Linked DNA regions of Mus musculus: regions 2, 3 and 4 are each linked to region 1. A link is a contact called in public Hi-C and HiChIP or PLAC-seq data. All regions are on one chromosome and are shown on one strand. Each heading gives the region's core, a stretch centred on a gene start, on an enhancer-like site or on the middle of the called end of the contact. The rest is flanking DNA. Distances are from core to core; before and after follow the strand shown. Region 1 holds the start of 1700001G11Rik (RIKEN cDNA 1700001G11 gene). Region 2 holds the start of Ppp2r2a (protein phosphatase 2, regulatory subunit B, alpha). Region 3 overlaps Dpysl2 (dihydropyrimidinase-like 2). Region 4 overlaps Dpysl2 (dihydropyrimidinase-like 2).

Region 1 (6,586 bases), core at 2,210-4,709:
ATGAAAAAAAGTGTCTCAGAGAGGTCTCTGTACACTCATATTCACAGTTGCATTGAACAGCCAGGAAGTGGAAGCAACACACCTTTCAGTGATGCACAAGGGGATAGAATGTGATTTAAACTTGCAAGGGACTTTATATGAAAATGGGGGAAATGATGAAATGGACTGGAGCAGGGACAAACCTTGAGGTGTCCTTGGGGCTCTGCTCTTCCTGGTGCCCCCATTTGTCACCATCTGTCTATGTGTGAGATGTTTCAGTGATAGCGGAAGGTTAGTCACCAAAAGGAAAATGCAGTGTGCATCCATCCACTTACAAAAGGGAACTGGAGTACTCGAGTACATAGAGACAAAAGTACAACGGAGGTTTCTAGGGAGCAGAAAGCAGGGAGTTGGTTAATGTGTAGATGAAAAGATTTGTAGATAATGGGCTTTGCACAACAACAAAACATACTGGGCACTGCCCAGCTGTACACCCCCCCCCAAAGAATCATTAATGTGTTTTGACATTGTGTATAATATACAACTATAAATTTTAAATGCAAAAAGGTAAGAGTAAGAATGTAAATTTTTATGTGACATCTCTAATATGTGACTTGGGTCAGTTCCATCATAAACCAATAGTTTTTTTTTGTTGTTGTTGTTCATTTCTTTGTTTTTGACACAGGATCTTGATTTCTAGCCAGACAAGAAGGGTGGCGCTGGCACTGTCACTTTCCGAAGTGGTAGGGAAGACCAGTTGCTTCATAACTAACCTTGGGGGCCTTATGTGTACTTATAGTTTAAAAGATCATAAATAATACACATGACAGACTGAATCAAAGATGTCTGCAGCCCAGTCGATCCAGAGGCAGGTGGTTTCCTACCCTGGTATATCCCTAGTCACCTACTATAGCATGTTTTCTGTAAGCTCATGTTTTCCCTCCCAGTCCCAAGCTCCTGGAATAATGACTCTGAGTCTTAAATATATTTACATACAAATGCCTTGGCCAAATACTCTGGGTCGTTCCCTGGCTAGCTTAGAACTTAACCATCCCGTTATTCTATTCCAAGTTCTGTCACGTGACTGGTTACCTGGTCCTCAGTTACTTGTGACCATCTATCTCATCTATGTCTGGGGCTGAATCTTTCTTCCTCTCCCCCAGAATCCTTCCTCTGAACTGGACCTTCCACCTCCCTGTTTCCTGCCTAAGCTAATAGGTTAATAGCAGTTTTATTGACGGGCGACTCTTCCATACAGAATGCGATTCTCTCTACAACTTGTACTGTACAGCACTTGTGAGGGATGGCCTCCCTGACTTAATTCAGAGCAGCTAAGCACCCTTCATCCTCCCTTGCAGACTCCAGGCTTTAGAAAAGGTCTAAGCCATGCAGTCTTCACTGAGAGGATCAGGCTACTCTCTCTTCCTTACAGGTTTCCCTGGCAACTGATGAATAAGCTCTGCTGACTCTGCAGCTCCAGCTGCCTGTGTTTAAAGATGCTATCAGCAACTCTCCTGCTGAACTGGGCCTTCTCCTGCCTGTAATACTTTCTGTCACCTGATATCGACAGAACCATACTAATAATTAGCACTCGCCTTTTCTCTTTGTTTGTTTGTGCTACTTAAACACTTGCAGGTAAAGTGGATTCCTGGTAGACAGCACATAGTAAGGCCTTGCCTTTTCATGCCATAGAACAATCCTTGCTTTTATTCCTTGATCTCTGCTTTAAACAGAAAGGAGGAGAGAGAAAGAGGAGGGGAGGCTAGAAGGGAGGTAGGCATGCCGTCCTTCTTTGCCAGGGTTTCAGCAGACACCCAAAAGTCCATGCCTTGGAAACTCAATCCTTAAATTGGAGTTGCTAATTGAAATGAGGCTTGTAGAAGGAGGTTCTTCAAATGAGGCGATGAGGGCAGAGCCCAGTCCTTGTTAGCTCTATTCCTGTGAAAGAAACCATGGCCAAAAGACCTCTGGGTCATGGTCTGTTGAGGGATGCCAAGGCAGGGAAACTCAAAGCAGGAACCTGGAAGCAGGAACTGAAGAGGCCACCATGGAGGGGGTACTGCTTAACAGGTGGCTCCTCATGGCTTGCTCAGATTGCTTCTTTATACAAGCACCTGCCCTGGGGGGGGGGGGGTTGAGGGAGTGCATGGGGGGAGGGACATAGCCCACAGGGGACTAGGCCTTCCCAAATCAATCAAGCCTCCTACAGAACCATCTTATGGATGGTTTCTTCCATAAGATGTTTTCTCCCTTCAGGTTTCCTCTTTCCAAATGACTCCAGCTTGCGTCAAGTTGACAAAACTTACCAGCATGGACTTTCCATAAACACCACCAGTGGCTTTACAGGAAGAAGTGAGATCTGAGCAGGCAGGCTTGTCTGTCTGGGCATGTGACTCTCTCTATCGCATCAAGATGCAGCAGGAAGGCTGGCACACAGTTCTTGAATATCCCTGCCTCTGGAACCTCTATTCTTTATAAACCATCCCGTCTGTGGTTCTGGCAAGAGGAATAGGAAAGAGACCCAAACACACTGCCTTTTGTAATTGTTTATCTAGTGCATTTTTTAAAAATTGTTTCATATGATCCCAAGGAATTTGCAAATCTGCAGTGCCTTGCTGAATTAGTGTGTATGTTGGGGTAAGACAGCAGCGGAAGGTTACAAATATCAACTAGGAATGGGCAGCTGGGAACATTCAGACTGCCTTTCTTGCCAGAATCCAAAGTGGATTTTTTTTTTTTTTTTAAGTGTCCCTGTGTAACCCAGGCTGGTCTCAAACTCTTGATCCTCCTGCCCCAGCCTCCCAAATGCTGAGATTACAAGCATGTTCATCACGACTTTCTCACCCTGACTTTAATGAAGATGCCACGAGCATGCTTCCCTATTAATTTCGTTCTCACACGTCCTTTTCACGGAAACCACCATTTTACACTGGAACTCATTTATCCAACCACAAGCCGGGAATCTCAACTCCTCAGGTCTTCCCGCTACCTCGAGGTGGCAGTAAGCCCGACCAAAGTCAGCGGACGACCTATGTGAGGGTTTTGAGAAACCATTCCCAGTGCTGCATGACCTCCCCCCCCCCTACTGCTTTGGGCCCAGGTTCAGACCCCACCTAGGGAGCTCAGGAGTTAAGCCATGGACATCCCTTCCCATCTATACCAGGAGTCTGAGATAGCGGGAATTGCTTAAGGATGGCGGCCCGTGGCTTCACTTCCTATTTGACAACGGAAACCCGACACTGCAGTGGGACGACAGATCCTTCCGCCTTGGAGCTAACGGAGATCGCGGACCACACCTCCTCTGGGAGACCCCGCGCAAGACGGAAGTGGGAGGGTCCACGCCCTCAAAGCCCATCCGTGATTGGTTGGAGCCGCCTTAAGCTCCCAGATCTTCAGCAGGGACAACGCCCGCAGGCTAGGCATGAAGGCGGCGACACCGGTGGTGGTGACGGCGGCTGCTCCTGCGATGGAGCCGGGCCCTTCTGTGTCCCCGGGGCCTTCGCGCTCCTTCAAAGAGGAGCTGCTGTGTGCCGTGTGCTACGACCCGTTCCGCGACGCAGTAACTCTGCGCTGTGGCCACAACTTCTGCCGCCGGTGCGTGAGCGGCTGCTGGGAGGTGCAGACGACGCCCTCGTGTCCGGTGTGCAAGGAACGAGCGGTGCCCGGGGAGCTGCGCACCAACCACACGCTCAACAACCTGGTGGAGACCTTGCTGCGCGAGGAGGCTGAGGGCGCGCGCTGGACCGGTCGCCGGTCCCCGCGCCCCTGCCGTGCGCACCGTGCCCCGCTCACGCTCTTCTGCCTGGAGGACAAGGAGCTGCTGTGCTGTGCTTGCCAGGCCGACGCCCGGCACCAAGAGCATCGTGTGCAGCCCATCAAGGACACTGCGCAAGACTTCCGGGTGAGCACCGCGCCAGCCCGCCCTGGGGACCCCCGGCCTGCCCCTCCCCCTCCTCCAGGCCTAGCAACCATCTTGCCCCCGGTCCAGGCCAATCTGAACAACGATGGGGAATAGTATGGTCTGCAGACATTTGGGCTTGGCGCGGTCATTTTAGAAATGGAAGAGGCCAGGACCTAGCAGAGTTCTAAGGCCTTGAGATTTCCCCTGCCCAGCAGTGCCTTGATCAACGGGTTACAGAGCCGTAAGAAAGGCCTGTGGCGCTTGCCTGCTGCCTTGCTCCTCTTACTCTTAGTATCCAAATATCTGGAGTTCCAGTGGTTATAATTAAACCAAGAGCAGCTGACACAGCAAAACTAGCATGGCGGGGAAGGGTGGGTGTCGGGGCTGTAGGAGATCACGCTAGGCAAGTACTTTACCTCGCAGCTGCACCCCAAGCCTACTTTTGATTTTGAGCCAAGCTCTTAAATTAGCCAGGATGGCCTTGAACTTTTCTTTGCTTGCCTCAGCCTTTCGAGTGGCTGAGATTGCAGGCTTGTGCCACCAGGCCCAGTGAAAAAGTCTTTGTTCTAAAACAGAAAAAAAAAAAAAAAAAAGGCAGACATTTTCGATAACAATTTGACCTAATCGCTTAGATATGCATGCTCCATTGCTTTCCAAAACATTCATACTGACATATTGACTGATTTTTCTTTTTTTAAAGGGTTTCTGAAATGTCCATTTTACTCTGGCAGTATCTTGTTACTTTTCTCGTTTAAAGTCATTGATGTACTGAAACAGCTAAATTTGTTTCATCAGCCACTAACACACGGGTCAGACCCACAGTTGGGAGGGCCCAGGGTTAGCCACTAGGAAGCCTGACATAGTGAAAAGGAGGTACTGTAAGAGCCCACTGGGCCTGATCTTCAGACGCCCTTTCTCCACTTGGTGAAATGTCTTTTTTTGAGAATCAGCAGTTGATGGCAGCTCCATACAGATTGGAAGCAGAGCAGATGGGTGCTGTCTACATCCACGTTCCTCCAGTTATCCATCATATTAGCTCAGCAGTGGTTCATAGTGCCTGTTCCCTCGTTCATTAGTGCTAGATCTCTTATTTGGCATAGCTGAAATAGACAGCCTAGAAGTTTAGGTCCTGGTTCGAATTCCCCTGGGCTAGCAAAGGTACTGATTAGCATGGGTGGTGTCCTCAGAATGGGGTAAAACATCAACCGAAGGCCTGTGATCCAGGGGACAGAGAGCGTGTGGGCCTGGAGACTGCCTTCTGTTCTTGCTGGCTGCCTCGTTTTGATTAGGAGGTCCGAGGGACACTGGAAGTGAGATAGGTGGTAATAATTCCCACTCTCTGGGAGCTTCTAGCAAAAATCTAAAGAACCTAGAGGCATTAACCAGGTGAAGGAGGTGAGGGGAGGTTTTTGCAAGAAGATGCTGCAGCATATAGAAGATTCTAGAAGAGAGGAAGCTTTGGACACCAGGTGAGGCCAGAAGGCTGAAGTCTTATTCTGCATCTTAGAATGGTGGTGCAAAGCCAGTGGGTGCTCAGTGTGAGTGAGCCTTGAAGAGCAGGGAGTGGGGCTGATCTGAAAGATCCCAGGAGTCCTCAGGCTGTGTGCTCAGCCAGATGCAGTGTGGCCTCTTCATGATGTATTCATGTGTGAAATAAACATCCTAAGAACCTCTTTGATTCTCACACCCTGTTCTAGATATTGCGGCTGCTTAAGTCCGCAAGACAGCCCCCCTGTTCTACTCAATTTCATCTTGACACAGCCTAGGGTCGTCTGAGGGGATTTCAGTTGAAGGATTGCCTCAAATGGATCAGCCAGTCAGAGAGATTGTCTAGATTGGTGATGGGTGTGGGAGGGCCCAGTACATTGGTCCTGCCTGGGTAGTGTAAGGCCAACGTGGGCTCTTCCATACCAATCAGAGGGGATGTCTTATAGACAGCATACCTCCATTATTTCCATAATTTCTACATTAGTTTTGCTTGATTTCCTGCCCTGATATCCCTCAGTGGTGGAGTATGACTAGGAAATATAAGCTGTAATAGACCCTTTCTTCCCAGAGTTGCTTTTTGGTTGTCATGGCAGCAGAAACCAAACAAGAACACTGTTTGCAGTAGTCGACATTTCAGAGGAGTTGGTGAGGCAGTCATTAGATAAGCTGGTTCAGTGTGGTTGGAGATGGGTATGGCTTGTTAAGGGAGCAGGCAGCATAGGAATGACCCACTGTCAGGTAAGAATGGTGAGATTGACTAAGCTTGGCCCTGCCGGGTACCCTCAGGAATCCCAGAGGTGGGTGCTTAGAAAGATCCCTTTGGCCTCCGTGTTGATAACCCAGCAGCAATAATCTCTGAGGATTTCTTACTCTGTGTTAGGTGCCCTGAAGTATTAACAAAATTTACTGTCCACAGAACCCCTGAAGCTGTATGAGGGTTAATCTTGACTGTGGCAGTAAAGTACAACTTCTTGAGTGCCTGCAAGTGTTCCAAGAATGGGACCCTGACCCTGTGAGTGAATCCTGGTTCATCACTTGATGGCCTCCTGAGGAGGTTAGGTAAGGTAGGAGACAGGGCCTAGCTTGAGGAAGGCAGTTTGTGGAACTGTTCTTGGAGGCTGTGTCCTAAAGCTCCTATCTCTGCTTCTTGGCCACCTCTGGTCCCCCCCCCCCCATACTCCCACCCCTGTGAGGGACAAAGCTGACACTTTCAGAGCA
Region 2 (6,586 bases), core at 2,256-4,755, 780 kb after region 1:
ATGGAGTTACAAAATCAGGAATTCGAGACTCCTCCCTCCAACACAGGATTTATTTCCACAGAAAAGCAGCACCGATTGACCATCACTGAGTCACTCTAAACCCTTTAATTCTTTCCAAGTTTCCAGTCTCTCATGTGAGAAAGGAATAAGGACCACCAGAAAACAAAGGTAACAGAGGCTGGAAGCACAAGTGTGCCAATGACTTTCTACAGGACTCACCACACCACGCACACACTGGAGACAAATGTCACCACACAAGCATCTCCTAGTCAACAGTCTTTGGCCTACCACCACCTGAAAAGAAATCCTCAGCACAGCACTCTATGGCAGCAGAGGAGAACCACAAGGAAAGGTTCCACACCTAAAGAAAGGGGTACACATTTTCAGACAACCAGAAATACATACTCTTCTTTGACTTCTATTTAGAAAAATCCCACTAACTTTATTGGGGAGGCAGAGGCAGGCGGATGGATCTCCGAATTCAAGAACAACCTAGTCTACATAGCAAATTCAAAGCCAGCTAGGGACAGACAGGCAGACAGACACAGACAGACAGACAGACACACACACATCCTCTCCCTCTCAAATACACACACATACACACACAGAGTCCACAAACTATATTAAATATTTCTGAGCAAAGAATCCCTTTTGAGATTATTTGTCTCTATCACAAAAGATCACCTCAGACTGCACGCAAGACCTTGACATTTCAAAACTTTAGATACGTTCTGAAATAAATTAGCAAGTTTCTATCTCAAAAAAAGTCCCCACAGTAATTTGTTCTATCTTATCTGTCTTAACCACACGCACAAATCCCTGCAGCACAGTAAAGTGAATCATGTGGACCAGCAGCCATGTCGACCAGTGCCACATCCCAAAGCAGTGGAGTTCAAAAGAACCAGAGCCCCCCACAGAGTAAGAGGTGCTGCTGGGAGCGGTTCTGAGCTAAGAGCTGCTGGCCTCTGTTTCTCTGTTTTATCGAAAAATAACACATAAACATGAAGACCAGTCATTTATATGTAGAATGTATGTAACAAAGACACCTTAGTCACACAAACCTTAGAGCACTGACTGCTGGACATCTACTTCATTAACTCAATGAAAAAAAAAAAGATAAGCAAGACATAAGAAGATATACAGACTTTTCAGAAAGGTGATTTTTTTTAAAGCTATCATCCCACCTCTCAGAAAGCAAACACAAAACACTGAGTTCCTTCAGCACCCAGGACTTTTAAGTCGATAGTCGTCACTGTTAAAATGTCTTACCTTCTGCTACGTCATCATCTACTGCTCCTTTCACCTGAGAAAAACACCACTGAATATCATTCCCTCCTCCAGCTCCTGGAAGAAGAAAACATAGCAATTAAAACTGAGCTCTGTTCTGTTTACGCTTATAAACACAGAGATGGTTCCCGAGGCTGGCATCATAACTCCCTATGTAACTACCACTGAGCCCACAGATTTGGAACCAAATTGGCCTCCAATAGTTGGTAGTGTATTAAAAACAAGTCTGCAGGTACGAAATATCCAAAGACATACAGCCTACCAGTAATTATCATCATACAGATATTTAAAACCTCACTTCCACTTTTCCCTCTCCTTAAAGACAGTCAGAACCTTTCAAGTTAAAACCTACCAGGAAAAAACAAAAACAAAAACAAAACCAACCAAAGCACCAAAGTTAGTTTTCCTTTAAATGTACAAAAGGCCTACAAAAGAGTTATAAGGCTAAACTACCATGAAATATAGAACGAAGAGAAAACTTCGGGAACATTACTGCCTGAGAGGATGATTCATGTGGACTAAGCAAACACAACACCCATTTCTTTGCATTCGTTAGGAGCAAATCACTGGTTGCAGACAGAGGAAAAGGGGCGGAAATGCACGCCTGGGAAGAGATGGTCAAAGGAGGCTGCTCCTGCCACATTCACCTACTGCATCCAAAGGACCCAGAAAAAAGCAACCTTATTCGTTGCTCATCTCCTACAATACAGTTCCAATTATCATTTCATTGTTCAGCAAGGTCAAAGGGCAGCCTGTTTATATAGCAAACTGTAAACCAGTCCAGCATAACTTCTTTAAAGGTTCTATTATCTATGCAAATATTGAAAAGAAAGGAAAATTGGTTTAATCTCCGACACTCACTGCTCAGCACTGAAGAGGAAATGGGGGGATGGGGGCACCCCGGGATTTCTGGAAAAGAAACTCAATCTCAATCCAGAATTACTCTATGAGAGGAAGGGCTTCAAGACTAAATTGTACAAAGATAACCGACTCTCAAACGACATTAAACCTCGCTTTTCCTTTACCCATTCCTTGCTAAATTATTCTCAATCAGGCTTTCTCCCCCCGCACCCCCCCCGTCCCCCCTCAGCAAGGTTTTATAAAATCCCTCTCCCTTTGGCTATTTATATCGGCGAACTCCACAACTATTTTAACTCCAAGAAACCCTTCTGGGAAAAGGACATCTGCCCAAACGCTACCGTGCAAAATGCAAAGTTTAAATTACCTTTCTCTCCCACCCAGCCCCCACCCCAATCCTTGCAACTTCTATTAAAGGCTTAGCATTCGTGAGTGGCAAAAAAATAAGACACGGGAAGGGAGCAAAATCGAAAACGAAATTCAGGCTTACACCCTCAAAACCTGACCTACCCCATTAATGTTTGTGTGGTGCTGGGGGTTGGGGGGGGGGTGACCGTGAGTTGGGGGGGTGGGGGTATGCCTCCATTGTATTTTAACTTGCAAAGCTGTCTTCCTTCTTATCGGTCCAGAATACATTTCTACAGAAAGGTTCTCAGTAGACCGGGAAGAGGAATGAATATGTAAGGAAGAGCGGAGGGAGCAGGGTGCAGAGGGGACCCATCTGCACGCCTGCACCCGCCCCACCCACGCCGTCTCCCACCCCCAACGCACCCGTGCCGTGTTCCTGTAGTGCCAGGCCCCGGGCCCGGCCTCCAGGCCCCACAGTCCCAGCTCAGTGCCAGGCCCGCCCGCCCGCCCCACACTCGGCCAGCGCCCCAGGCCGAGGCCCCGCCACCACGGTCGCTAGGGGGTGACGGAGAGCGCGCAGAGGAAGCGGCACGGCACCCTGTCAGCCGCCCAAGGGCCGTTTCTTCTTTACCTGCCATGTCGCGCTGCAAATGGTGACCCTGCCGGGCTCGTCGGGGTCTCCGCGACCGGGGCTCAGCCCCCACACCTGGGGATGGGGGGATCGAGGGCGCGGATGGAGGCGGATGGCACCTGAGGGGGGAGGGGACCGGGACCGGGGCGGAAAGGAAGCGGCCCGGGTGGAGCGGTCGGCAGGATGGTGGCGTTCACTCAGGGGCGTCCCGTCTCGTGCTCCTTCTCTCGCGGTGGAGACGGCAGCGGCGGCAGTAGCGGCGGCGGCGGCGGTAGTAGTGGCGGCGGCAGCGGCGGCTAGGACAGCGACGGCGGCCGCGGCGGCAGGGACAGGCGACTCCACTTTCAAAATGGCGCCCGCTGGCTGGCCGGTGACGTCACTTGAGGGGGCGGAGCGTCTTTGGGGCGGGTCGTGCTGTGTTAGCCACGCCTCCTTCTTGTCTTGCTTTCGCCCCGCCCCGCCCGCTAGGATCCTTGAGAAGGTCCCTGTACAGAGCTAGAGCTGCACTTAGTTTGCTGTGGCTGTGGGCTGGATGTGCCAAGCCGCGGTGCCCAAGTGGCCAAGGCCTGGCCTGTCTGCACCTCTCACTGTCCCAAGCCGTAGAGCCAAGGCCGGAACTTTGGGATGGCCTCATATGTTCACTTATGCTCAACCACATGGTGAGCTGGCCCTCTCGAGAGAATACCCCTTTTGTTGCTCCAGTGACCCTGTGGGTGAGCCCCGGAGGCACCAAAATTAAGGGAGAGTGATGCATACTTGCCACTGCCTGCCCAAGGTGAGAGTTCACTGAGCCCAGAAGGACACAACTGGACTGGTTCCATCTGGGTGAATTAGGTTACCTTCCCATGGACTAGAGCCCTTGGCTACTGCGAGCAGTTAAGAATAGCTCGCCACAGAAATTGGATGTTGTGAATGCCGCAAAAAGTAGCCAAGGTCTTTTCAGATAAAAGTGGTAAAATCAATGATTAAGAAGGTATGTTCTGCTGGGCAGTGGTGGCATACACCTTTAATCCCAGCACTTGAGAGGCAGAGGCAGGCGGATTTCTGAGTTCAAGGCCAGCCTGGTCTACAGAGTGAGTTCCAGGGTAGCCGGGGCTACACAGAGAAACCCTGTCTTGAAAAACCAAAAGAAGAAGAAGAAGAAGGAGGAGAAGGAGGAGGAGGAGGAGGAGGAAAAAGAGGAGGAGGAGGAAGAGGAAGATATGTTCTTCTGGCCGTGGTGACACATTCCTATAATCTCAACAGCGCTTGTATTCATTTAAGAGGTTCTAGAGTTCAAGGACAGCTGAGTTTGAGGCTAGCCTGGGCTATCTATAGAAGACTCTGCCTAACATACATACATCAAACACATGCAAAAAATTAAAATAAATCCATTTAAATGTAGCCTCTTCCAGTCAGACTCTCTGACATTCCCCCCCCCCTTTCCTATTCACCTTTAACTAGGTCAAATGCCCTTTCTTAGTAGTGCCAAGCTCTCCTCCTAGAGAGAGGGAGGGGAAGGAGGCAGAGGCAAGCAGATTTCTGGAGGTCAGCCTGGTCTACAGAGCTAGTTCCAGGACAGCCAAGTCCACACAAAGAAACTCTGTCTTGAAAGACAGAAGGAGGGCTGGGTAGATGGCCTAGTGGTTAAGAGCACTGACTGCTTTCCCAAAGGTCCTGAGTTCAATTCCCAGCAGCCACATGGTGGCTCACAACCATCAGTAATGGGATCTGATTCCCTCTTCTGGTGTGCCTGAAGACAACAACAATGTACTCATCTTAAAACAGTTAAAAAAAGAAAGAAAGAAAGAAAGAAAGAAAGAAAGACAGGAGGAAGAGGAGGAGGAAAGAGAACAACAACAAAATGTGTCAGGTCCAAAGGAAACTTCCCAAACTGCAAAAGGCAGTTCAAATATCCAGAAATGAGCTCAGCCTGGACTATAGGAGGATTTCTGGAAGTTAGATTAAAAAAAAAAAAAAAAAAAAAAAAAAACAGCATTCTTCAGGAACTTGTGAAGCCAGGGGCCCTCTACCAAAAATGTCATTTCCCTCACTTCTGGCAAAAAGGAGATATAGCTACCTACGTTGCCTAACTGTATATCAAAGCACATGCTGGTATCCCAAGATCCTGTGGCACATTTCAGTCCACGCTAGTGTCCTGCCCTTCTTACCTCTCCTCTACTGTAAACTCCAGCCCTCGGGTGTTTCTCTCCCAAGCTACTCCTCCTTATGACCCTGCTATTCTGGCTGTTTCCTCTATATTTTATCCTCTGCTATTATTCTTCCCTCTCCGGCATGTTCAGTCTGTGCTCTGGACTCTTCCAGATGCCTCTGGCCACTCTCTCATATCTACAACAAAACCCTCCCCTTAACCAAACTATGAAGCAGTCATGTTGTCAGTTTATACAAATAGTCTCATAAAGTATAATGCACTTTTCTGTTTTCTTAAACCACATTAAAATGATCTCAGTCTGTGTCTGTTATTAGACAGAATTCTTTGAGGCTAGGAAGTATGTTATTCATCTCCCTATCACTAGCCACATAATTCATGGGACTAATGGATGAATAAATAAGTCTTCTGGATTGGGAAGAAAAACCACTTAAATGTTGGCTCCTTAAGGTTTGCTGAACTGTAAATATTTTCTCTCTCTTTTTTTAACTTTTAAGATTTCTTTAACTTGTATGAGTCTTTCGCCTGCATGCATGTGTGTGTACCATGTACATGCCTTGTGCCCTCAGAAATCAGAAGAGTGTGTCACACCCCTGGAACTTGAGTGACAGATGGTTGTGAGCTGCCATGTGGATGCTGGGAATTGAACCTCAGTCTTCTGCAAGAGCAACAAGGGCTCTTCACTGTTGAGCCAACTCTCCAGCCCTCATTCTTCTTAATGCCAGGGGAAAAAAAAAGAAAGAAAGAAAGAAAAGAGGCATTTTAGAAGTCATCTTGGTGATCTCACCTACATTTATTAAACAACCAACCCCATTTGGTAAATAGGTAAATTGCCTGTGCGTGCATTTGCTGTAGTTATTTCCCATGGTGTCTTCGAACCTGTTTACACACTACTCAGGAGATGGGGTATCCCAATAGGATAATGTTCTCTTCTTGTACATGATCTTGAAACTTTTGTTTGAATTGGTTTTGAGTTTTGTTTTGTTTTGAGACAGGGTCTTGCTCTGTAGCCCTGACCTAGAGCTGTGTAAATAAGGCTGTCCTTGAACTCACAGTGATCTGCCTACAGATGCCTCCAAAATTCTAGGAGTTCAGGCAAGTCACCACATTTAGCTACAAGCTTTTTATCACGTGAGAAGAGTCCTAAATGTAACTCTTGATCACATGACCACGCACGGTGACCAAGCCTTGCAGAATTGAGCTCATCTTGGGTAAATGAAGAGGGAAATTCCCTCTTGGTTTTTCTGGTGACTCTTTAGAAGACTCGGACCTTTTCTGCTTTAAATCTGAGTCAAGAGAAACAAAGAATTAAA
Region 3 (6,586 bases), core at 1,090-3,589, 550 kb after region 1:
CATTGTCCTAGAAAACTGGCCACTTTCCAAGACCCATCTAGGAGGACAGAGGGACCCATGGAGGGTCTTGTACAGACACACTCCCTATCCCATGAAGCCTGGATCAGTGGCCACTTTTGCCATCTTAATTCTAACTCTCGCTCAGCCCTCCTTCAGCTGTGGGCCTGCCTCCAGGGCAATTTCCCAGCTAACATTAGGCGTGCACAAAGGAGTCCACAGGGTAGGGCAGCTCAGGCACTTAGTCCCAGCACTGAGAGAAGCTGTGTCCCCTCTCTACTCTATGTCCATGTCACAGCAAGGACAATTCATAGAAAATACCATGCCTGCAGCAGGAGGACACAACCGTGGCCTGCGGGAGAAAGCAAGGAGAGCCAAGGGTGACCAAAATACTCTAGCCAAACCCGTTCACTTGCCATGCTGCAGGCTCCGGGCTGTGTAGGGTTTCTCTAAGAAAAGTTGAAGTCACTGGCTGAGGGAGGGGTGAGGTTCCTGTTTCCTGTCATTTGACAAGCACTCTGGATCAGACTCTGAACAAAAGCCACATTGACAGCAGTTCACATCCCCTCACCAGAGGGAGAAACACACTCTGACTCCAAAGGGTGTGTCAAGCCTGGAATTCCTCTAGCTTTGGAGAAGTGACTGCCCAGCCCTGCCAGCAACCTGCTCTCAGAGACACCGAAAGCCCTCAAACTCACCAGCTCTCACATCCTCAGACCACGGGGGCTCACTCATCTGAAAAGATGGAAGGAAATAGTTGCTCATTCAAATGTCTGGGGACCAGTGCTATAACTGTGCACTCTGAGCTTGCAGGAAACAGGGACATGACAAGTCACAGGTCTGGCCTTGAATCCTAGCACGACCCTTGATGAGGTCCAGAAAGCTGAGCAAGTTATTTAACTCCTCAGTGCCTCAACTTCCCCATCTGCAAAAGAGGCACAGCAAGAGCATCTATGTGGGAAACTCAAACCACATTGCCTGGGTTTGCAGCCCAGTACCACTTCTCTCACTGGTTGTAGAACCTCAAGGTCCTTGACCCGCTCTGGACCTCAGTCTTCTTATCTGTAAAATAGACATTATTCTAATCACTGCACGCAGGGCTGTTGTGAAATAGCAGGTAACACGGGAGAACAGGAAGCTGTTTCATGTGATTCCCAGCCAGTGCTGTGGTCTCTAAAGCGTAAAGCTCCTGTTGGGGAGACCAGCCACGCACCCCATCAGCAGGGGAAGGGATGGGAATGAGGGTGGCCTCAAGCAGGGAGTTTCAGAGGAAGAACAGGGTGTGAGGAGGAACTGGATAAAGGCTGTGCGGAGGGAAGGCCAAGGCCACAGCACCACAAGAAAGACTTGGAACTCTGAATCATGCCCTCAGAGGAACAGGCTTCTGCAGAAACAGACAAAAACCCAAGGAACTAGACGAGGCTGTCCTATTTATGGGGCAAGTGGCTAAGTCGGAGAGATCCTCTGAGGGCTGTCAGGAAAGGAGGCTTCTCACTTCCTGCGGAAATTCCCTGCACTGCCCGCCACCACACATACCTACTCACTCAGGGACGCCAGGATACAAAACAAAACAAAACAAAACAAAACAAAACAAAACAAAACAAAACAAAACAAAACAAAAAGCACCCCTATATGGAAAGTGTTAGGATCAGGTAAACTCACTTCCCAATGTTAAGAGGACTCAGATGTGGGGAAAGCTGCCAATCAGGGCAGATAACAAACTGGCCTCATTAGCAGGGCTCTCTGTCATCCCAATAAAAACCAAAGCAACTTGATCCCAGAGCTTCCTAGAGATCTCCCCATCAGCCCCTTGCACAGCAGGCTGACAGTGTTGGAGCAAAGCTTACTTCAAACCCCCTAGGGACACAGGAAGCCTGGGCTGGCTGGATGCCTGGGTCTTTCCCTTTCCCATGTGTATATGTGCCCACAGGGGTGTAGGGGTGTGTGTGTGTGTGTGTGTGTGTGTGTGTGTGTGTGTGTGTGCTCTCACGTGCCCATGCCCATGAGTGAATGTATATGCATGTATATGGAAGTTCATGCATGCACGTAAGGCCCGTGTTTGAGCAACATAGAGGCCTTTGGGCAGCTTAAGGGAAATAGAAGACACTTCCCAATTTTCACCACAGTCTGCCAGAAATAAATTCTAGACAATGAGCAAATTACAGAAAGAATCAAGAGATGTGATAAGTCTGTGGACCGAGGACAGCCTAAAGATTTTCCTCATGAGGCTAGGTCCACCCTCCCTGACCAGATTGAGCTGTGAGCACCAACAACACTGAGCATGGTGACACGGGGTGGGCCAGCCAATGCCTGGGCTGGCCAGATGAGGTGGCTGGAGAAATATGTCATTCATGACACTTCCTCTGTTTGTCTCAGTTTTCAGTTGCCCTGGGCTACAGAACCACAGAGTGGGTGCTGGCTGGCCAGAAATAAGAGATTATGGGGCAGGATAGAACATCATAGGAGAAAGAAGAAGGAAGGAAAGAAAGGGGGAGAGAGAGAGAGAGCAAGAAATTAAGAAAGAAGAAAGAGAGAGGGAGGGAGGGAAGGGACGGAGATAAAGAGAGAGAAAGAAGGAAAGAAAGAAAGAGAGAGAAAGAAAGAAAGAAAGAAAGAAAGAAAGAAAGAAAGAAAGAAAGAAAGAAAGGAAGGAAGGAGAGGAGGGGAGAAAGGAAGGAGGGAGGGAGTTAAGTGAGGAAGAAAGAAAGGAGGAAGAAAGGAAGGAAGAAGGGAGGGAGGCAAGGAAAAAATGAGGAAAGGAAGGGAGGGAGGGAGGGAGGAAGGAAGGAAGGAAGGAAGGAAGGAAGGAAGGAAGGAAGGAAGGAAGGCAGGCAGGCAGGCAGGCAGGCAGGCAGGCAGGCAGGCAGGCAGGCCAGCCATATGCTATAAGGCTTCTATGTACAAAGAATGCGATTACCTCAGTTTCCATTGCAAAGGTTCCTTGTCCAGAAGACAATCCAAGGATAGACTTGAGGTTTTAGACTTCCCCTTAGCAGAGACTAACAGTAACACACACATTTACTTATGCAAAGCTGGGTCAGGATACTCCCAGAAACCCAAAGGCCACAGACAATAACAGGAAAGAACAATGTGCCAGTCAAGGAGAAGGGTCATGTGTACGTGTCCCTAGACGTCCACACAGAAACACTACAGCCTGATGACAGTGACTCGGCTGTGAAAATATGGATTGAAACAAACCGTACTGTGCTCACACCTATATGTGAGGACATAGTTTACGGATAATGCATGGTTACCGTAAAGAAAGGAGCACTTAGTTCAAATACGAACCACAGAGCATACAGGAGCCGATCAGTACATCCCACCCTCACACAAAAGCTGCTGTGCGGCTGGCTCCCTGTACAGTCAGGAATAGATCGGTTTTCTGGGCTTGGAGCTAAACTAAGAAACAAAAACAAAAAAGGCTGGCCTCCCCTGTTTGTTCCAACATTGCACAATGCCTCTTACATCCCCTCCAAACGAAGTCCAGCAGGGAAGGAAGACTTGGTGAGGTCATCTGTTGACTGGGCTCAATTTAAAGCCAAAAGGAGGGGTGGGGGAGGGGGCGGGGTGTTTTCTTCCTAGGAACCTGGACTGAATTCAAAAGTCCAGCACAAACCATATCACAGCCTCACTGGAGCCTGACACAGCCACTGCACTGGCCAGTGTCTCCCTTTTCCACTGGGGATGACGGTTCGATGGGCGTGTTTTGTCCCCAGTTGGTTAGAAAGACTGAATAGGGATGAGCCAATCTGGACAGCGTCTGATAACGAACACTGTTGGATCCTGATAAGGGGCCTCTGCTTAGCCTCCAGGGGACACCCATCAGCACCCCATCACACATAAATAAAGTATGCGCTCACAATAATACAGGCTCACAATATGCTCTCCCGGTTTTCAGGAACAACAGGGAAACCCAGACCTGAAGCACAGCTTCAAACGCAAAAGCACCTGAAAACTGAAAAAAAAACGAGGGGAACCACACACGCAATTTATCCAACCAGCAGAAGAAAAGATCTTTCTTGTTCCCCATCCATACACATAAATATAATTTAAATACAGTGCTAAAATAGTATAGTAGATAAATTGTTCATCACGAAAGTTCTCTCGTTAAAATAAAGGGGAAGGGGATCCATTAGACACAATGGTGTTTGCCTATAGTCCTAGAATTCAGAAAGTGAGGCAGAAGCTCTCTTGAGCCTATGAGTTTTAAGACCATTCTAGGCAACAAATAACAAATAAATAAAATAAAAATGACCTAATTAGGGCTGGTAAGGTGTCTCAGCAGGTAAAGAAACTGGCTGCCAAGCCTAATGGCTATTCAGTCCCCAGGGCCACATGGTAGAAAGCGAACCAACTCCTTCCACTTTTCCTCTGAAAATTAAATTTTTAATAAATTTAAATTAGGAAAGTAAAATTGAGGGTAAAGAGAGTTTGGGTTTGTACTTAACTGGTAAATGTGCTTAACAGGTGCAAGGCCTTGGGTTCAAAGCCCATGACCCAAAAGGGAAAGCAACACCCAACTGGCCACACAGACCAGACTGTCTCCCACAGATACACTGTGAAGACATCCAGCAGAGTAGCAGTTTTCCACAGAAGTTTGTAATGACTACACACTACCTTTTCCTAGAGAGGAAGTTACATGTTCCTTAACCAGTCACTTCATTCATTGTGGTTGACTTGATATATCCAGTAACAGTGCTATACTTTTTTTTTTTTTGGTTTTTTGAGACAGAGTTTGTCTGTGTAGCCCTGGCTGTCCTCGAACTCACTCTGTAGAAAAGACTGGCCTCAGAAATCTGCCTGCCTCCGCCGCCCAAGTGCTGGGATTAAAGGCGTGCACCACCACTGCCCGGCAGTGCTATATACTATTTTAACTATGACCATTTTGTAGTTTGTTTTAGTATCTACCCAGTTGTGATCTCCTGTCTCTCTTTATCATGACCTTTTGGAGCATTCTCATCTCTTACCATCGTTTTTAATCTCCCACCTGACCTTCAGACACACACATGCAGCTTTTGAGATTTCTTTTTAAGATTTTTACGTGTGTGTGTGTGTGTGTCTGTGTGTGTGTGTGTGTGTGTGTGTGTGTGTGTGTGTGTGTGTGTGTGTGTGTTTGTGTACACCTGTCTGGAGCAGGAAGAGTGCCTGCACATGAGCCCTGGTACACACAGGGGGTGTTGGTTGTCCTGGAGTTGCATGCAGATAAGAGCCACCAAACATAGGTGCTGGCAACTGAACTCGGGTCCTCCGCAAGTGCAATATACGTTCTTAACTGCTGAGAACCACCTTTTGATATTTAGAGTCTATAGAAAGTAATTGCAGAACAAGCTTTCTTTACAGCATGCAGTTTTTCTATGAACGATGCATTTCTTTTCCCTTACTAAACTTTTCTCTTAGGCAGCATATGTAGTATTGTGTTCTTAACATCATTAATTTTATGTCGCTACTGTAAAAAGGATACTTAAGTTATATTTTCCCATTGGTCACTTATGGCTTATTATAGAAGCTTTTAGCCCTAGTACATATTTTCAAACTGGTCACTTCAATAAACTTCTCTTTCTAGCAACTATTTTCTTCCATCAGTCCCTTTGAATATTTAAGGACTGCGTTGAGAAAGTGCCTCAAGAACTGTATTTTCTTTGTCTGTGCAAGCAACATTCCGGGGGCGACCCAGCTAATAATACACCTGTTTTCTCTGTACCACCTTGAACTTATCACATCAGGATGAGCAAAACCGGTTCAAAACCCAAGTTGTCAGCTGAGCAGGTACATGCTGATAATCCTAGCACTGAGGGTGAGGGTCGGGGCACACAGCACAGCGCAGGTGAACCCTAAAAACGACACAATGAAGGAAGAAAGCCACCGGCAAAAGCACCGAGATTATGATTCTACTTACATGAAGTGCCCCAAATAAGCACATCTGTACAGACAGAAAATGTATTCACGATTTTCACGTGTGGGACGACACAGGTGACCTCAGCCCTGGCTAAACGCCAAGCCCCCTTTCTTCAGCGCACCACCCAAGAAACAACCGTAACAAAGACAATCTACATCTGACATCCAGCTCACTACATCCTCAAGGGACAGAATGACCAGGCGTCACAGCCGGGACTTATATGTACTTTCTCCTATGATCTAAGATAGCTGACTCTCTCCCTAAGCTGGAGGCTGTGTCCCACAGGAGAGATGTCCCACCAGGGTGGTGAAGAAGGTGGCACTCGGGCTGCCCTGCCTGGAGAAGCTTGGAGCTCAGCAAAGCAAAGGGTCTTCAAAGGAAGGCAGAAAAGCTGTTTCTATAGATGGTGGGAGTGGGAGCACGGCTATGATTTGAATGAATACCTCAAAGCTCACTGAGTTCCCCAAAGTGAATGTGTTTAAATTTCCATCCTAGATTTTTATGTTGACGATGTGTCAGAAGCAGGGACTTAAGGAAGTGGTTAGACTAGAGGTTATAAGGATGGGCCCCCATCAGTTAGTGATCTTGTAAGAAGAGGAAGAGAGGACAAGGCTGACCATATCACACCATGTAACACCTCCCTCCCATGGCTTTGCCCTAGCCCCACTACCCTCTCCAAATGCCCTCACCATG
Region 4 (6,586 bases), core at 2,029-4,528, 520 kb after region 1:
GGGTCAAGACCCCTTTGGGGGATAGGATGACCCTTTCACAGGGGTAACCTAGGACTATCAGAAAAAAAAAACAGATTTTAAATTATGACTCATAACAGTAGCAAAATTACAGCTGTGAAGCAGCAACCAAAATAATTTGATGGTTGGGGAAGTCACCGCAACATGAGGAATTGTATCAAAGAGTCCCAGCATTAGGAACATTGGGAATCACTGCCCTTGAGGCTCTGTGAGAGGGCAGAGCCACACCAACAACCGGGTCACAGGTCATCTCTGCTCTCTGGAGCGGCGGCTGGGGGAGGGAGGGACAGAGAAAGGGCAGAGCAGCATGCATTCCCATGTGGAAAAGGAGCACTGCCCGGGAAGTGCAAGGACTGCTGCCAGCACAGCTCAGAGACTCCACAGAGAAACAGGGAGGTTGCCGTAAACAGAAGTAGAGAGATGTGGCTACACGCAAGCGGCTCCTCACGAGAATCCTAAGATGCTGGGGGCCATCATGTCTCACATCTGCCACTGACCAGAGCTGACTGTGTAAACATAATAGCCAGAGGGAGCCAGATTCTCCAGGGAGTACCCAAGGGATGCAGCCACCCACCTCTGAGGTATCCCACACAGCCTTTTCAGCTCAAGGCTGTGAGGCCCGCCCAGGCAATGGGAATTTAAACCTAAAGCCTGTATGGGCGCCAGTTTCCAGTTCAGAGTCTCAAGAGAGACCTTCGCCCCCATGGCCATTTTTTGGAGGGTCTTTCGAGACAGGGTTTCTCTACGTAGCCCTGGCTACCCTTGAACTCACTCTGTAGACCAGGCTGGCCTCGAACTCAGAAATATTGAAGCAGAGGCATAGTGGGATCTTTCACACGACCTCCCCAAGGACAGATCTTCATCTCCCTGATCCCATACGAAGAACATGCCAGCTCTGCCTTTATTTTTTTTTCCCAGTCCCCAACTAAAGACCTCATCTCAGGTGTTGTCCTTCATCACGTACCGCACGATTGGATTTGTCTTGGACATGGCAAAAGATGGGCACTGAATAACAGTGGACCGTGTCACTTAAAGCCTGCCTGAGTACTTACGGTTCCTCAGTAAGACACATGTGGTGTGGCACCGACACAAAAAGAACCTTTGGTGAGGGGATCCAGTCTCCTCTGAAATGACCTTGGAAAGGGGTGAGCATCCTCTAAGATAAAGGCGAAGCCTACCTCTTCCCTATCACTTCATCACTAACAATTCATCTCCAAACACAGCCTTGACCTTGGTCCCTTTCATCCCAGGCCTGCCATCCATCAGTGAAGTGACTTTACATACTTCTCTGACGTCCCTAACATCAGAAAGGATACAGGTCACAAAAGCACCCAGTCCCCTGTCCACCGCTGGCTGATCCCTGCATTTTGCATGAGCACTGACCCCTGGTACCCAAGGCCTTGGATAACACACAAACTGGGGCTAGTGACCTAGGAGGGAGCTGGTGGTAAGGCTTTTAGACCGATGTCCCCCTCTCCCTTAAAATACAGAGGGAAGCAGCACCATGACTCTAAGTCGGTGGTTCTCAACCTTCCTAAGGCTGTGACACTTAATACACTGACTCATGTTGTGCTGACCCCAACTGTAAAACTATTTTCATTGCTGCATCCCAACTGTAATTTTGCTAGTTATGAATTGTAATGTAAGCATCTTATATGTAGCATAGCAGATATGCAACCCCTGTCAAGGAGTCGAAATTCACAGATTGAACACCTCTGCTCTAAGTGATTTAAAGATGCTCAAAGATGTGATATCAGAGCTCCTGCCGTTTGCTGAGGTGGGAGGTTGCAACCACCACAAAGCACGGACATTTCAACTTCACCCGCATGCGTTTCCAAAAATTACAGAGCAAGTTGGAATCCTGGAAAATCCTAAGGGAGGATTAGCAATCGGGTTGTGGATTCGGTTGTTCCACACTGAAGACAGAACCTAGAATCTTGTTTGTACTTCACCAGATGGGCAGTGTCACACAGGCATGCTTAACGCCAGCCCCGACAGCAGGGGGAGACAATGAGGTGTTTGGCAGGGCTGCGCGGGATACTGCCCGGAACAGAGTGAGATAAAAATGCGATGTGATCATATTTCCTCAGATTACATCTAACATCCTATGCCAACATTATGAAAATGTAGAAGAAGGCTTTTGATACTTTTATAGTTGCGTTTGTAAGCTGTATAAATCCCCAGAAATTTATTTTTTAGGAATTTAGAGAATTTAATGTAAACTTATGCTATATTCCCTTTCCTGTCTGTAAAAAACAGTACATAACTGTGGAATTTTTGCGTTTATTTCCTTTCTTTATGCTAGGATTTTTTCTTGTTGATTCTTGTACAGTTTTCTGAATTTCTCTGTTTCTCTGTCTTCAGGGTGATGATACCCAATGCCAACCATTTGATTTTCTGTTTGTCTTGCCATGGAAGAAATAAATAAAAACTGCCATATTTTACCCCCTCCCCCCAGAAAAATGTCATGTGAGCAGCAACTGTCTTCCCAAACCTTCACTCTCCCCTGCTCTCTCGTCCATCCAGGCAGGGAGGTCCCAATGCCACCTAGCAGCCCGGTCACCTGTGTGTTTGATGAGCCATGGCAGCCCTTTTGGGGAGGGGACACTACAGAAGAGGGACAGGACTTTCCCCACCCCACCCTGCACATGCATACGCAGTCTGGGAGGGAAGAATGTTGAAAAATTAAGGCTTCTAATTCTGGCTCGACCGCAAGATCACTATGTAACGTTAGACGGGTCACTTAAGCTCTCTGCACCTCGAGGTTATTTATCTTCTCACTTAGGATAATCACACCGGACCCTTTAGTGAGAAGGTCAGATTAAGAGGAGGATTATGAAATAATAGGCATACGCACAGAAAGGTCAGTCCTGAGGGCGCCACTGAGGAGCCCAAGATGGATGGTACAAATTTAAGCCGGCTTGGCACTAAGGCTCTGCTGAACCGGCAGGGCAAAACCAGTTATAAATATGGAGTCCAGCCATCTCCCTCCCCACGAAGTACCCACCATGAAGGCGCCCACAGGTACCAAAGAAGCTGGCACTGAACCCAGCATACCCCACCCAAAACCTTCTGTCCAAGAGAGAGGATTTTAGATTGTCAGGATTTTAGGTTGGGAGGAGCTGCGGGTGTCTGATAGCTCTGGGCTCACTGAATCTATAAACTAGCAGAACACGTGAATCCCTGGTTCTCAGTTGAAACGCCAGCATGCTAACCGACTAACAGATACTAACATCTGCAAGCTCTGTGACCACAAGCTTCCCCAAATTCTGTAGTTCCTAAACTGTGACCTATTAACCTGGGTTATTTCTTCTTCCTTTAGGACAAGAAGCATAGCGGTCAATCACTCCTGAGAGAGGACTGACAGGAAATGGCAGTGCCCAATGCCGCCTCGGGAACAGACACTGGCTGCTCTAGCTGGATCCCTTGCAGTAAACACACCACACAAACCACGACAACACAGTGTTGACTGACTTCTAGAAGCTTCTGAGGACCTAAAATCACTCTGGGCCAGTGGCTCTCAACCTTCTTAGTGCTGTGACCCTTTAATATGTTGTGGTGACCCCCAGCCATAAAATTATTTTCATTGCTACTTCATAACTGTAGTTTTGCGACTGTTATGAATCATAATTAAATATCTGACATGCAGGATATTTGATATGTGACTCCTGTCAAAGGGTCATTCAACCCTCAAAGGGGTCACAACCCAAGGGCTAAAAAACCTCTGCTCTAGGGACCCTAAAGGTGTAAGGACAGCGGCTATTGCCTCTGAAATGTGCCCAAGAGTCTTAGTCTTGTGGATCTCAATAAAGAAAGTGATAGGGCCAGTCTGGCCCTTGGGACACTGCAAGTTAGCAATACATCCTGGGGAAACTTTACTCCTATCCGATTGAGGTTTCCTGAACCCCTGTCTCTTGTTGCCTGCAGCACACATGTCTACTCAAGACAGGCAAGCCTTACACTGTTGTGTGTCTTGGCAGAGATGGTCTTCACACTGTCAGGGTCCCAGATGACCAAGTCAGCATCAGATCCCACCGAGATGCGACCTTTCCGGGGGTAAAGGTTGAAGACTTTGGCTGCGTTGGTGCTGGTCACAGCCACAAACTGATTCTCATCCATCTTCCCAGTGACCTGCAGGACAGAGCATGTACACACACATGGAGAGGGTACAGAGCATGTACACACACATGGAGAGGGTACAGAGCATGTACACACACACATGGAGAGGGTACAGAGTACACACACACACACATGGAGAGGGTACAGAGCATGTACACACACACACATGGATAGGGTACAGAGTACACACACACACAAGGATAGGGTACAGAGTACACACACACACACACACACACACACACACACGGATAGGGTACAGAGTACACACACACATACATGGATAGGGTCAGAAAGCTGAAGGTATGTTGGCATGCAATTCATCCTGGGATTTCCCTTTCAATAAAGTTCCCAACAGGTCTGGGCTTCTAGTCAGTAAGTCTCAACCCAGCATCTGGCTTTCCAAGGTAAGGGCCAATCATTTCCTGAAATCTTTCCATTCTAAACACAGGAGACCAAGGATATGAGTGTGCACTACGAGGAAGAAAAAAATTAAATGGCCAAAAAAGCATATTAAAAAATTCAACCCAATCAGCAACCAAAGAAATTGAATGTCAAATAACAAAGACAAAATTCACCAACTCAATAGTGTTTTGGGGGTTCTACTCCTAAAACCCAGCGAGAAGTGTCATGCATTGTGTCAGATGTAATCTTTGCATTATGTTAACAATATAAATTCAGTCTTTAATAGATTCCCCTTGGCCTGCCCAAGTTACTTCCAGAAACTTCTCCTACAAACATAATTAAAGATATACCCAAGGATATGTCTCTACGGATATGCATCTCAGTTAAAAGAAAAATTAGGAGCATCACAAATGTCCAGTCAAAGAATTAGAGACAAATTACTGTTGGTGTTAGGAGGAAACAAGGTTTTCCATGGGTGTGGTGGCCACGCCTTTAATCCCAGCACTGGGAAGGCGGCGGCAGATGGATCTCTGTGAGTTCGAGGTCAGCCTAATCTACATTGCCAGTTTCAGGCCAACCCAGGCCACACAGAGACACCCTGTCTCCAGGGGTTGGGGGGCGGAGATAAAAATAAGTCTTTTGTTCCTCCTGTGGATTTAAGAACGCTGCATGAGATGTTAGGAATTGTTTTTGACAGGCTGTGACACTGTGTGTGATGCTAATGTCACCAGCAGGCTGACCTGCTGTGCACACAAAGTGCTGGCAAAGCCCGAGGATACTCCCCACTCACTGTAGCTTTCCTCTGAAACAAGGTGATGTTCACTCACAAGATGTAAGAGTTCACTAAGAATCAGGAAACCCACTGATTTACTGTTACTAAATACTGTTACTGTATTGTCAAACATCAGAAGGAAAAAAGCTTCCAAATCCCCAAGATCAGTATCTGTCCAAAACAGGTTGAGCAGAAGCCCACGGTGGGTCTGAATACCAAGCCTTGATGTCCTCAGCCACACTCTCAAGGAACCGGAGTTGAGGACTCTTGACTGAGAAGGTCAGCAGGGGACTGAGGAAGCCATTTCCTCCTTGATGCAGGAATATTTAGAAGGAAATGTGCTTTTAGGGAATCTCATCTTGGATTTCCATTCAGGAGAAATATCATCTTCCAAGTTCTAGTTTCTAGAATGTTCTCAACTGGCCAACGTTAGCCCCACACCCACAGCGACAGGGGCATGCATGGGCCAGCCACGAGGAAGGCCATCAGTCCTTACCACAGCTTTATCCCAAATGACAGACATCCGCTCCTCAGTGCCGTTGGTGCCCTCGGGAATCAAGGTGAAGTTGTCCTTCCCCACAGCCTTCTGGGCAGTGTTGAAGGTGCAGTGGGCACTGCCAGTGACTTGGAGGTCTCCACTGGAAGGAAACACATGACATGAGGCTTCCTTGCTGAGCAGCCTACCTCCATCTGTCTGGTGAGACATTTCACAGATGACGTCTTGCCCACCATCCTGGCGCTCACTCAGACCCTTCCTTCAGCTGACTGGTCAGAATGGCCCAGGTTAATATCAGGAAGTCCCACCCAAGATGGCGACAGATTGATTCCTTGTTCTCACTTAGCGACCCTAACTTCGGCCAATAAAGGTCTGTTTTTAAGCCTGTTCTCAGCCACCACCGTGCCGTCACCTACGGACTCATTTTGCTCTGAGTTGCTCTAGCGTGTGGATGTGAGTGAGTCAGCGGTACTCACCAGGACAGCAACGAGTTGAGAAAGTCTGGAGTGGTTGGGTCGGGGCTCAAGGGTGGGGAGGTGACAAAGGCCGCAGCCTTGGCCCAGTTCTTGCTCCAGTAATGAGAGCCATCAGTCCCCAGGCTGGCCGTGATGGGCTCACCATACACCACAGTTCCTGAAAAAGAGCACAGATGGCTCAGTCTGACACACTAAGAACAAGAGACCACTCTTAGCAGGCATTGCTATATGCTCGGCACTGTAGATTGCCCTCAGCACTCCCTTCTTGGGGTACAGCCTCATCTCACAGGTGACAACACCGAA

Evidence for each region. A called contact is a pair of places that touch in the nucleus more often than the background predicts. HiChIP or PLAC-seq counts read pairs in DNA pulled down with a chosen protein or histone mark.
Region 2: a Hi-C map of CD8 T cells shows a contact between it and region 1, with 5 times the contacts expected there. The contact joins the promoter of Ppp2r2a here to the promoter of 1700001G11Rik in region 1. A contact is called at or near these places in 2 of 39 promoter capture datasets (liver and pre-B cells), 3 of 484 Hi-C or Micro-C datasets (B cells, CD8 T cells and the G1E-ER4 cell line) and 1 of 115 datasets of contacts at active chromatin or transcription factors (memory CD8 T cells).
Region 3: a contact with region 1 is called in an H3K27ac HiChIP or PLAC-seq map of bone marrow-derived dendritic cells, with 4 times the contacts expected there. The contact joins the enhancer-like site here to the promoter of 1700001G11Rik in region 1. A contact is called at or near these places in 3 of 39 promoter capture datasets (embryonic stem cells, hippocampal neurons and liver), 1 of 484 Hi-C or Micro-C datasets (bone marrow-derived macrophages), 9 of 115 datasets of contacts at active chromatin or transcription factors (the 230-238 cell line, bone marrow-derived dendritic cells, bone marrow-derived macrophages and 6 more) and 3 of 9 other capture datasets (embryonic stem cells, liver and macrophages).
Region 4: a contact with region 1 is called in an H3K27ac HiChIP or PLAC-seq map of microglia, with 5 times the contacts expected there. The contact joins the enhancer-like site here to the promoter of 1700001G11Rik in region 1. A contact is called at or near these places in 7 of 39 promoter capture datasets (the 3T3-L1 cell line, the C10 cell line, embryonic stem cells and 3 more), 1 of 15 datasets of contacts at CTCF or cohesin (the NIH/3T3 cell line), 15 of 115 datasets of contacts at active chromatin or transcription factors (the 230-238 cell line, bone marrow-derived dendritic cells, bone marrow-derived macrophages and 11 more) and 4 of 9 other capture datasets (adipose tissue, embryonic stem cells, liver and 1 more).

What each region holds. Positions count from the first base shown.
Region 1 is chr14:66,293,670-66,300,255 of GRCm38.p6, forward strand. It overlaps 1700001G11Rik (RIKEN cDNA 1700001G11 gene), which reads right to left and starts at 3,460. Exons shown (of 3, transcript NR_038077.1): 1 at 3,140-3,460; 2 at 2,286-2,475; 3 at 1,658-1,917. It overlaps Trim35 (tripartite motif-containing 35), which reads left to right and starts at 3,356. Exons shown (of 6, transcript NM_029979.3): 1 at 3,356-3,880. The coding sequence starts at 3,401.
Region 2 is chr14:67,068,966-67,075,551 of GRCm38.p6, forward strand. Ppp2r2a (protein phosphatase 2, regulatory subunit B, alpha) reads right to left here and starts at 3,506. Exons shown (of 10, transcript NM_028032.3): 1 at 3,125-3,506; 2 at 1,270-1,344. The coding sequence starts at 3,131.
Region 3 is chr14:66,844,257-66,850,842 of GRCm38.p6, forward strand. The region is part of intron 3 of Dpysl2 (dihydropyrimidinase-like 2); the gene reads right to left. Among named protein-coding and RNA genes, the nearest start is that of Gm5464, 21 kb to the right of the region's middle. Within about 2 kb of position 2,340, at least 203 of the 459 cell types and tissues checked have an H3K27ac peak or open chromatin away from gene starts, as enhancers often do. A contact at or near this core is called in bone marrow-derived dendritic cells, bone marrow-derived macrophages, hippocampal neurons and 3 more, where this site is marked.
Region 4 is chr14:66,809,148-66,815,733 of GRCm38.p6, forward strand. It overlaps Dpysl2 (dihydropyrimidinase-like 2), which reads right to left. Exons shown (of 14, transcript NM_001378767.1): 9 at 6,284-6,440; 10 at 5,808-5,949; 11 at 3,979-4,149. Among named protein-coding and RNA genes, the nearest start is that of Gm5464, 56 kb to the right of the region's middle. Within about 2 kb of position 3,279, at least 21 of the 459 cell types and tissues checked have an H3K27ac peak or open chromatin away from gene starts, as enhancers often do. A contact at or near this core is called in bone marrow-derived macrophages and microglia, where this site is marked.